Regions from separate parts of the Sus scrofa genome. Here all the other regions are linked to region 1. A link is a contact called in public HiChIP or PLAC-seq and promoter capture Hi-C data. All regions are on one chromosome and are shown on one strand. The core of a region is the stretch at or near the end of the contact, and the rest is flanking DNA. Distances in the headings are between cores, read along the strand shown.

What was found. Promoter capture Hi-C pulls out the DNA fragments that hold promoters and counts their contacts. HiChIP or PLAC-seq counts read pairs in DNA pulled down with a chosen protein or histone mark.
Region 2: a contact with region 1 is called in a promoter capture Hi-C map of fetal liver, with 7 times the contacts expected there. The contact joins the promoter of REXO5 here to the promoter of LOC100524613 in region 1. A contact is called at or near these places in 1 of 5 promoter capture datasets (fetal liver), 3 of 47 Hi-C or Micro-C datasets (embryonic fibroblasts, heart right ventricle and skeletal muscle) and 2 of 2 datasets of contacts at active chromatin or transcription factors (alveolar macrophages and skeletal muscle).
Region 3: an H3K27ac HiChIP or PLAC-seq map of alveolar macrophages shows a contact between it and region 1. The contact joins the promoter of THUMPD1 here to the promoter of LOC100524613 in region 1. A contact is called at or near these places in 1 of 5 promoter capture datasets (liver) and 1 of 2 datasets of contacts at active chromatin or transcription factors (alveolar macrophages).

Annotation. Positions count from the first base shown.
Region 1 is chr3:24,227,431-24,230,168 of Sscrofa11.1, reverse strand. It overlaps LOC100524613 (cytochrome b-c1 complex subunit 2, mitochondrial), which reads left to right and starts at 1,338. Exons shown (of 14, transcript XR_002342381.1): 1 at 1,338-1,493.
Region 2 is chr3:25,237,642-25,240,503 of Sscrofa11.1, reverse strand. It overlaps REXO5 (putative RNA exonuclease NEF-sp), which reads left to right and starts at 1,498. Exons shown (of 20, transcript XM_021086509.1): 1 at 1,498-1,570; 2 at 1,969-2,113. The coding sequence starts at 1,973. It overlaps ERI2 (ERI1 exoribonuclease 2), which reads right to left and starts at 1,606. Exons shown (of 10, transcript XR_002342391.1): 1 at 1,420-1,606.
Region 3 is chr3:25,284,412-25,287,367 of Sscrofa11.1, reverse strand. THUMPD1 (THUMP domain containing 1) reads right to left here and starts at 1,350. Exons shown (of 5, transcript NM_001244282.1): 1 at 1,018-1,350. The coding sequence starts at 1,248.

The DNA of each region.
Region 1 (2,738 bases), core at 89-2,588:
TTTTTTTCCTTTTTCTGGTTTTATTTCATTTACATGTTCACCTACTGTACTGGTTAGTTTTTGTTGTTTGTGAACTCTAGAAAATAGGCATCACACTGAATATAGTTACTTAATGCTTTTACATTTAGCATTGTTTCTAAGACTCACTGATGTCATAAAAGAAGAAACTCATTACCAGCACTACTTGCCATAATATTCAAAATAAATATACAACTATTAAAATAGAACAATGTTCATTTATGTACCAACTTAAAATCATCACATGCATCACTGTGTAAGTGTATCACATTTTCACCACCGGGTATTAGAAGTCGCCTGGTATCTCCTGTTAGATAAGGCGGAGCAATTCACCCACAAGCCAAAGAAGACCTAAGTTTGTGTATGCTTTGTAACATCTACAGTACCAGCCCTTATGAAATTTTAATGCACATATGAATCAACTTGGGATCTTGCAAAGGTGCAGATTTTGATTCTATATGGAACCTAGATTCTGCATTTCAAACAAACTCCTAAATGATATTGATGTTGGTTTCCCAACCACGCAAAGTGGCAGGGTACCAGACTGTTAAGTCCCTGAAGGGCAGGGATCATGCCTTATTCTTTAGAATAGTGTCTGGCACAGGCAACGGCTAAGTTACTACTCGTTGAAGAAAGCACTGAATTCGCTTCCCCCCAGTCACACGACTCCCAATAAGCAACCTTCAGTTCCAGTCTCTCGCGCGAGCGCACCACTACTATTCAAAATTTTTAATCTAAGACAAAACTATAGCTCAGTTTTTATTTTCTACGTAATCCCAGTCTAGAATATAAATTCCATGAGAGTAGAGACCTTAGTTGTGAGGATTTCCTAAATTTCAGTCTCCCCGGACCTGATCTGGAAGTAAGAACAGCGAATTCTCTGGGTAAGGCCTCTGCTCTCATGGAGCTAATGATCTAGCGAGGACTTCAAGCGAGAGGCGATCACACCAGGTTTCTACGTCCAAGCCTTTGCTGCAGGGCAGCCACGGAGACCCGCTCCCAAGGCCACGGCCACCAGGCAGTGGGAAGTCCTGGAACTCAGTCGCCGCGGGGGGGAAAGCCCCGGGCAGGGGCTCTTTCATTGGACAGTCCAGATCGGGAGAATCCAAAGTGGCGGGGGTGCTGGATGGGCTGTCCTAGACGTAGAAAAGGACTACAGAGTGGATATCCGCGCCAGGAAGAGAAATCTAAAAGTGGTCATTTAAATTGCCTTCTGAATATTTCCTTACGAAATTATGTGTCTCCCTAGCCTGCGTCTTGGAGGAATTGGACTGGTCCAACCTCCTCCGGGGAGCAGTAGAGCGCAGGCGGGTCGTGTAGAGAGGCCCCTCAGTAGGCGTGGGAAAGAGTGTCGCGGGGAGAGTTGGGCCATTCCCGCCCTCCGCCACCATCTTGCTCTCCTGTAAGGCGGTTGTGACCGCGGGTCCGAGCAATCTTAAGCCATGAAGCTTATAACCAGAGCCGGATCCTTCTCGGTGAGCACAGCCGGCGGGCTTGGGGCAGGGTTGGGAGAGCAGTTTGTTAGCAAGGTCATACGGACAGGAGGTGCCTGGTTTGGGGTCCCGGTGCCTTGGGCTCTGTTCTGCCCTTCAGCTGAACCCTGCCGGCCAAGTGGTCTGCAGGCTGGGTGGGTCGGGCGGCCGAAGGACAGCTCGTGGTCTGAGTACCGGAGACCCAATGCCGGAAAACCGAAAGAGAGGGAGAGGGTTTGAGAGCCGAGGTGCAGCGACTGGGCGTGGGAGACCTTTGAAGGTCATTAGTGCACTTTGCTGGAGAAGGCGACCGCCAGACCTCGGACGCAGGAGGCCGGCGTAGACCTACCTGTCAGCCTCGGCCCCCCGTCCCTACCCGTCAGCCTCGGCGTATGCTTCTTGGCGTATCACGGAGCATCACCTTTTCCAATGGGCTTATGAGTATGATCCTAAGGAAGAAATGAGCTAATGTCTTTGTAGCGTTTTTCGCAGTGCCTGGAAGTTGTTACTGTGGTCTCCTGCTTTTCTTGATCTCTTGTCAGAGTTTATCCAGGAGGGGTTCTTGGCCTGCCCTCAAGAGCTTAAGCTCATTCAAGCCAAGCCGGAGTGAAGCATAGCTGTTGTCTGGGGAAATCTCCTCTAAGTGTCAGTGTTATATGTGTGGAACGGTAGTTATGGGGGGGGGGTCTTGTTCTCAGATTGAAAAATCTCAGCAAAGCCGCCTTTGTTCCTAGGAGACAGTTGGCAATATCTAGAGACATTTTTGGTTGTAACAACTTGTGGGGGAGTTCTGCACCTGAACATCCTACAGTGCCTAAAGCCATCCACGGCAAAGAATTGTCCAGTCCCAAATGCCAAAATTACCTGGGTTTGCAAGGTAACCTAGGAACCTGATAGAAGGAGGTGCAAAAGACCAGGGAATGGAGTTTCTCTGCACTTAATGTTTAAGTAGATAAACTATGAATTGTACAAATAGCCCTAATTTAGTCTACAATTGTCTTACCCTTCCTAACACCCCTAGACAAACCAGTGATTAGAGGAAAACCCAGTTAGACTGGGCAAAGATCTCCAAAGCTCCTCCTCCATTCCATCCATCTCCACTTTCCAGTAGGAAAAAAATACTCAGTTCCCATCGTGGCTCAGTGGAAACGAATCTGACTAGAATCCATGAGGACACAGGTTCAATCCCTGGCCTTGCTCAGTGGCTTAAGGATCTGGCGTTGCTATGAGCTGTGGTGTAGGTAGTAG
Region 2 (2,862 bases), core at 249-2,748, 1.0 Mb before region 1:
CAAGTCCTCACTGTGTATACAGCTCACTGTGAGAAGACAGGGCAGGTCCAGCCTTCTGGGAGCTTAAAATATCTCGAAAAAAACTAGATATCCATGGCAAACTGCCATAAGGTAATATATGATAAAGGATCCTTAAAGTTGTATGCTAAGTCCACAGAAAGGGATGAACTTGTTACCTGAAAACTGGGTGGGTGTTCAGCCAAAAGACAAAACCAAGGTAAAGAGTGGGAACAGGAAGAATTACTTGCAGCAAGTAAGGGCACTAGGGATCTTTCTCAAAATAGCAAAACTGGGGAAGTTTTAAACTAAGGGTACATGCATATTCATAAAGAGGCTTAGATGGTGGAGAATCTAAGCTTTAGATGATTAAAGTCAAGAGGGTCAGAAAAAAATCATCATCCCTTAGGTTCCAGTTGATCTGGTGGTTGAGGGCTTTGGGCTGATCTTTACCACTGAAAAAGAACTAGGAGGCTTTACAACTGACATATTATTTTTGCTATTGCTATTTCTCTTGCCTGATAATAGTCATTTGTTTCTGCATTCTTTTGTTCCCTTAAGATCATCAATTACTGAGACCTGTTTAAGAACAAGCACTGTGGCCAGGTCAAAAATGGCTTCTGTTAGGTCAAGAAAGCCATACCTGGTTCTTTCTCCAGGGAACCTGTACCCTAGCTGCTTACAAGCTTACTAAGGTCTTAAGTGCTGTGAGACAAACTACTTTGCTGAGTAGGCAGAGTTTAACTAGGCAGACAGCTCCTGTTGGAGTTTTTTGAGTGGTGAACAGCTGACATCTATTGATTGGTTACTACAGAGTAGGCGCTGAACACAGGTGGTGAACTCATTTCATCCTCAACAACTGTATAAGGCAGTCACTTTTGCTACCTATATTTAAAGGGTAAGAAAACAAATTCAGCAATTTGCCCAATGTGAACCCAAGATCATCCAACTCTGAAACTATTTCAGATAGCAGTGTAATGCCTATCCACTAATGCACTGCACTGCTTCCATGAAACGGAAAGGTGAACACCATGTCCAAGAAGCAGTAAAAAAGCCTAAATGATCTACATTATGAACTAAACAGATCACTAGTTAGTGGCAGGGAGAACAGTTTGACGGGTGTGGTGGGGCTGCCTATGATCTTGGAACCGGAGGGCCGTTCTTAATCGTTTCCCGAGGCCTAGAACAAGCAAACGCTGACTCAAGGGCACACAGAGAGCCCTGGTCCTTCCACCCTCGTGCAGAGGGTGGCCTGAAGCTCGAGAGGAGGGAACCTTTCGGCCCGGAGCCGGGAAGAGAGCAGGTCGGAGACGCCCGACCTGCAGAGAATGGAGGCTGACACTGCGGACCCTGGCGCGGACGCCAGTGCCGGACCAGGAGCGACACCCCCCGCCCCAGGCCGCGCAGAAGCCCCTCGCATACCTCGCTAGCTTCTTGGTTGCCATTTCCGAAGCTCCCTACTCGCCGCAGCCCAACGGCCGGAAGTCGCTCTGCCCCCCACTTCCGGTCCATTCAAAAGCCCCGCGCGGCTGAGGCGGCGGCTCTGGCTGAAGCTGAGGCGGCGACTGCGGCGGTGTGCGCTCTCCGCAGGGCTGCTGTTCAGCGGCTTCGGGGGTCAGGGGGGTGGGGAGTGGTTTTTGGTGGGGAAGCCGCTAGGCAGAGCCCCACCCCCCTCTTTTCCAACGGTCAGAGGCGCCGTTCGCGGCGTTGTGGAACCGTTTCGAACGCGGCCTCCGGCGTCCTCAGTAAAACCGTTTGGCTTGGGGGCCGCGGAGTTCGCTGCGCCGCCAAACCGGGAAGACCGTTGGCGCCCTCGCTTTGCGCGGCGGGCGGGGAGCGCTCTGTAAACTGAATTGAGAGGATCTGAGGAAGGTTGGAGGCTGCCGCAGCCCGTGCCGCTCCCCACGCAGGAGCCGCCCGGACTGGCGGGGCGTCGGGGTTTTCTCAGCTCTAACCGATCTTTCTTCACAGCTTCATGGAGCCAGAGAGGGAGAGGACTGGGAGGGCCCCCAAGAGGGGCAAGAAGAGGAGGCGCGTCGCGAACCAGCTGGTCGGGGCGGCTGAGGCGATGAGAGCCCGGTGGGATCTTGAGGAGAGACAGCAGCCCGAGGCCAAGGTGAGCAACGGGGAGCCCGAGGGGGCGGCCCGAGGCGGTTTGGAGCTCCCAGATCCTAATACCATCCCGCTGACGTTGGCAGTTTAAAACGGGTGTCGTGTCTGGCACACGCGAAGAACGCTCATTCAACGAACATTTATTGAAGTCTTTTCTGTTCCAGGAATTGTTCTAGGGTCGGGGGAGATCTCAGTGCACAAAAGCACAAAATTCCCTGCCCTTGTGCAGTTTACGTTCCAGCAGGGGAATAATAAGGCTGATGATCATCCCTGTCATTTATTGAGAGCTAAATATATGTGGTCCATCCCTTCAGTCATCAGATTTCTTTTGTCTATCATGTACTGGTCACTGCCCTAGGCACTTGAGGTACATCAGTGAGTAAATAAATATCTCCACTACCTTGCTGGTGGAGAAAGAAGATAAATAATAGATATGATAAATAAGTTATACAGTATATTAGAAGGGAACTAATGCTGTGAAAACATTTTTAAAAACTTGTGGGAGTTCCCGTCTTGGCTCAGCGGTTAACGAATGGACTAGGATCCATGGGGACACAGGTTCCATCCCTGGCCTTGCTCAGTGGGTTAAAGGATCTGGCATTGTGGTGAGCTGCTGTGTACCTCACAGATGTGGCTGGCAACTGTGGTTCTGATTTGACCCCTAGCCTGGGAACTTCCATATCCCTCACCTGCAGCCCTAAAACACAAACAAAAAAAATTTTTTAAATTATGGCTGGACTTGTGGCTTATAGA
Region 3 (2,956 bases), core at 101-2,600, 1.1 Mb before region 1:
CCAAATAGTTATGAAGTTAAAAATCCTTACTCCTGTTCTACTGTGGTATCCAGTACAGAAAAAGTTTGAGACCTTGCTCAAGGTATCAGTACAGACAAGACATACACTTATTGCCCAGTTCTCTGCCCCACTAACATGGTTGCCAATCAGGCACTAATGGTAATTTTACACATTTATGGAGCTTTTGTTGCATACCAGGATGTTATTTTGTGTCCATAAGCAACCTTTTAGCCAATCTTTCAAAGTCCTATCATTATTCTCTTTTTTATCTAGCTCAGCAGAATTAAATGACAAGCCCATCCAACTGAGCTAGTAAATGACAATCCTCTGAATTTTAACCCCCTCCCGTTTAATTCCTTGGGGTGTGCATGTGTGCATGGGTCCAAATCCTACGCCAATAATATTATTTCCAAACTGTGATGGGACAATTAGATTTTAGACGGTACTGTTACAAAAGTTTTTACTTTTTGAAATGTATTTTTATATCTATTTGAGAAGCAACTATTAGACTAGTACTAAAACCACTATTTCAGAGATGTTATTGCTGAAGACTAACACATTAGAACAGTCGCAATGTTTAAACGGTAGTAAGATAGCAGAAACCGTAAGGACGAATGAAGTTTGTGCCCTTGAGAACTTGAACCACCTAGAACCTAACCTACATGAACCTGTGTCCTCGTGAGCAATACTTCACGAGGTTACCGCGAGACGTACACGTTTCTGAAAGGTCTTCAGAAACAAAGTCTGAACCGCAAAAAGCAATCTATAAATTGGAGCCACCATCGTGATTAACGAAGAGGCGGGAAACGCCCAAAGCGCTAGAATTTGAAGCACAGGACCGGGTAGAGGTGGGGAACCGAGGCACCCTGGGGCTCCTAGGGGAACAGAGGCAAACCACGCCCCCTCATCGCTACGGGTGCGGCTAAACTCGCGCATGCGTATACAGGAGCTGGCCTGCCACCCTTTCCTCCTCCCTGAAAGGCCGCTTGGTCCGCCTGCTCTTCCCCGAGCCGGTACCTTTTCTGGCCCGTACATGTCGTCGCCGTATTCGTTGAGCAGACTGTAGGCCTCCTCCACACACTTGCGCTCATTCATGTTGCAGGTGATGAGAATGCCCTGTAGCCCCGGCTCCAACTGCCGGGGCCCGCCGCCTTCGCAGCGCCGAGCCCGCTTGGCCTGCAGGTACTGAGCCTTGCCCTTGCGCTTCCCGCCACCAGGCTGAAGAGGCTGCTGGACGGGGGCCGCCATAGTGCTTGAGAACTGAAGCAGGCGGGCAACGTGCTTCTCCGCGGGCCTGGCGCCCTCACCTCTGCAGGCGCGGGCTGCTTATGTCATGTGTGCGCGACGACCTCTAGAAGTCCTTCCGCCAAGCCTCCTTCCGACTACAGGGTCCTAAAGCCCGCGGCGGAAGGCTGCAGAGTGGTGGCGTGAGGTCCGTCCCCGGCGATGATTGACAGCTAGTCGCTTTCACCTCACCACCGGAAGGAGGTGATTTACTGGAGAAGTGGCCCGTCTCTGGTGACAGCGTATTCCTGCTGTCCAGATTCCAAAACTGGTGGTGGGGCGCTTTCTAGAACCTTGATGCTGGTTCCAGCCGCCTAGAGTCTCTTACCCTCCGTGGCACTTGTTCCTCCCGCCGTCGTTATAATTCTGTCAACTTCCCAAAAGCTTCCAATAAAATCCTTTCTAGCCTAAATTTGCCAGAACTTGTTTCCATATGACTTAGAACTAAGAATAGTGGTTTGTATAAGTGTTTCACACTGCTTTCTCTGTGCTTTTATCCGCAGCCTCAGCAACTATCATGATAATGTGTTATCTTTTTTAAACTGAAAAGATGCCACTTTTGAAGACTGTGTTCAGGAGGAATAAATGCTCCCTACTATTGACTGGGGGTGGGGGGAGCACAACCTAAAAGATGAGAATCATGCTTTATTATGCGGACAACACTCAGGTCTTAAGCCCAGGACACAGCCTATCTGATAACTCTAAGGACTGCTCCAAAGAGGTAAGAGAGGAGTCAGGATATATAGGAGTTTTTGCAACCAAGACCAGATAGTATGAACATCAAAAGATTATTTCTGGTTAAGGGATTTAGTGCTTTTCCATGTATGGGAAATGCAAGAGTCAGGGTTCACTGAAATCATTCCTTTGATATGCACCTCAGCTATCTAGGGCCAGTGTCCTGTGCTTTCTCATCCGGAGTCTCTTGAGGGTACACTGGGGGGGGGGGAGGAACAGGTGGGAGTTGGTGGCTACAGTGTCTGATGGTTTGATGGCTGGCATTCTGTTTCCATCCTGAGTTTCTTCAGGGCTCACCATCCAGTGGATGCAGTGGCTGATGGCTGCAAAGACCTTTGGTTAACAGCTATGGTGGGCAGCACTCACCCTCAACTACTGCTCCAGTACAAAAGTTGTTGCCAGATTTGAGTTCCCACAAATTCCAATGGAAGTAATCTGCAAAAGGGTCATTGAACTGAAAGTCATCTTTTATTCTAACCCCAGATTGACCATTATATCCAAAAATCTTATTTTTGGCTTTCACCTTTGCTTCCGCCTTTACTTTTCAAAATGTCATTGGTGGAGATTGTGCAGCATCTATTTCTGGAGGTCCTCAGTTGCTTGTGAAAAGAAGTCTCATTACACTGGCCTTGCTGTGGTGTCAGGAGGCACAGAGAGAGCTCGCTGAAATTGTTTAGTTTTTCTTTTCATCCTCAGTGCCTAGCATAGTGCCTAGCCCATAGTAGGTGCTCAAAGTTTTTCAACTGAATTCAGCTCCCAAAATGATCGATAAAGTGATAGCGAAACCGGACTGTGGGGCTCCTGGGTGCAAAAGCCTTTTTGTGTACCCCATTTCTTGTTCTTAGGAAATGAGTCTTACTCAGCTACCATGACCTTCCCTGAGTTCCTATAGGGACATGGTCAGATAGTTACTGATCAGGGAGGGGAGGAACAGTCA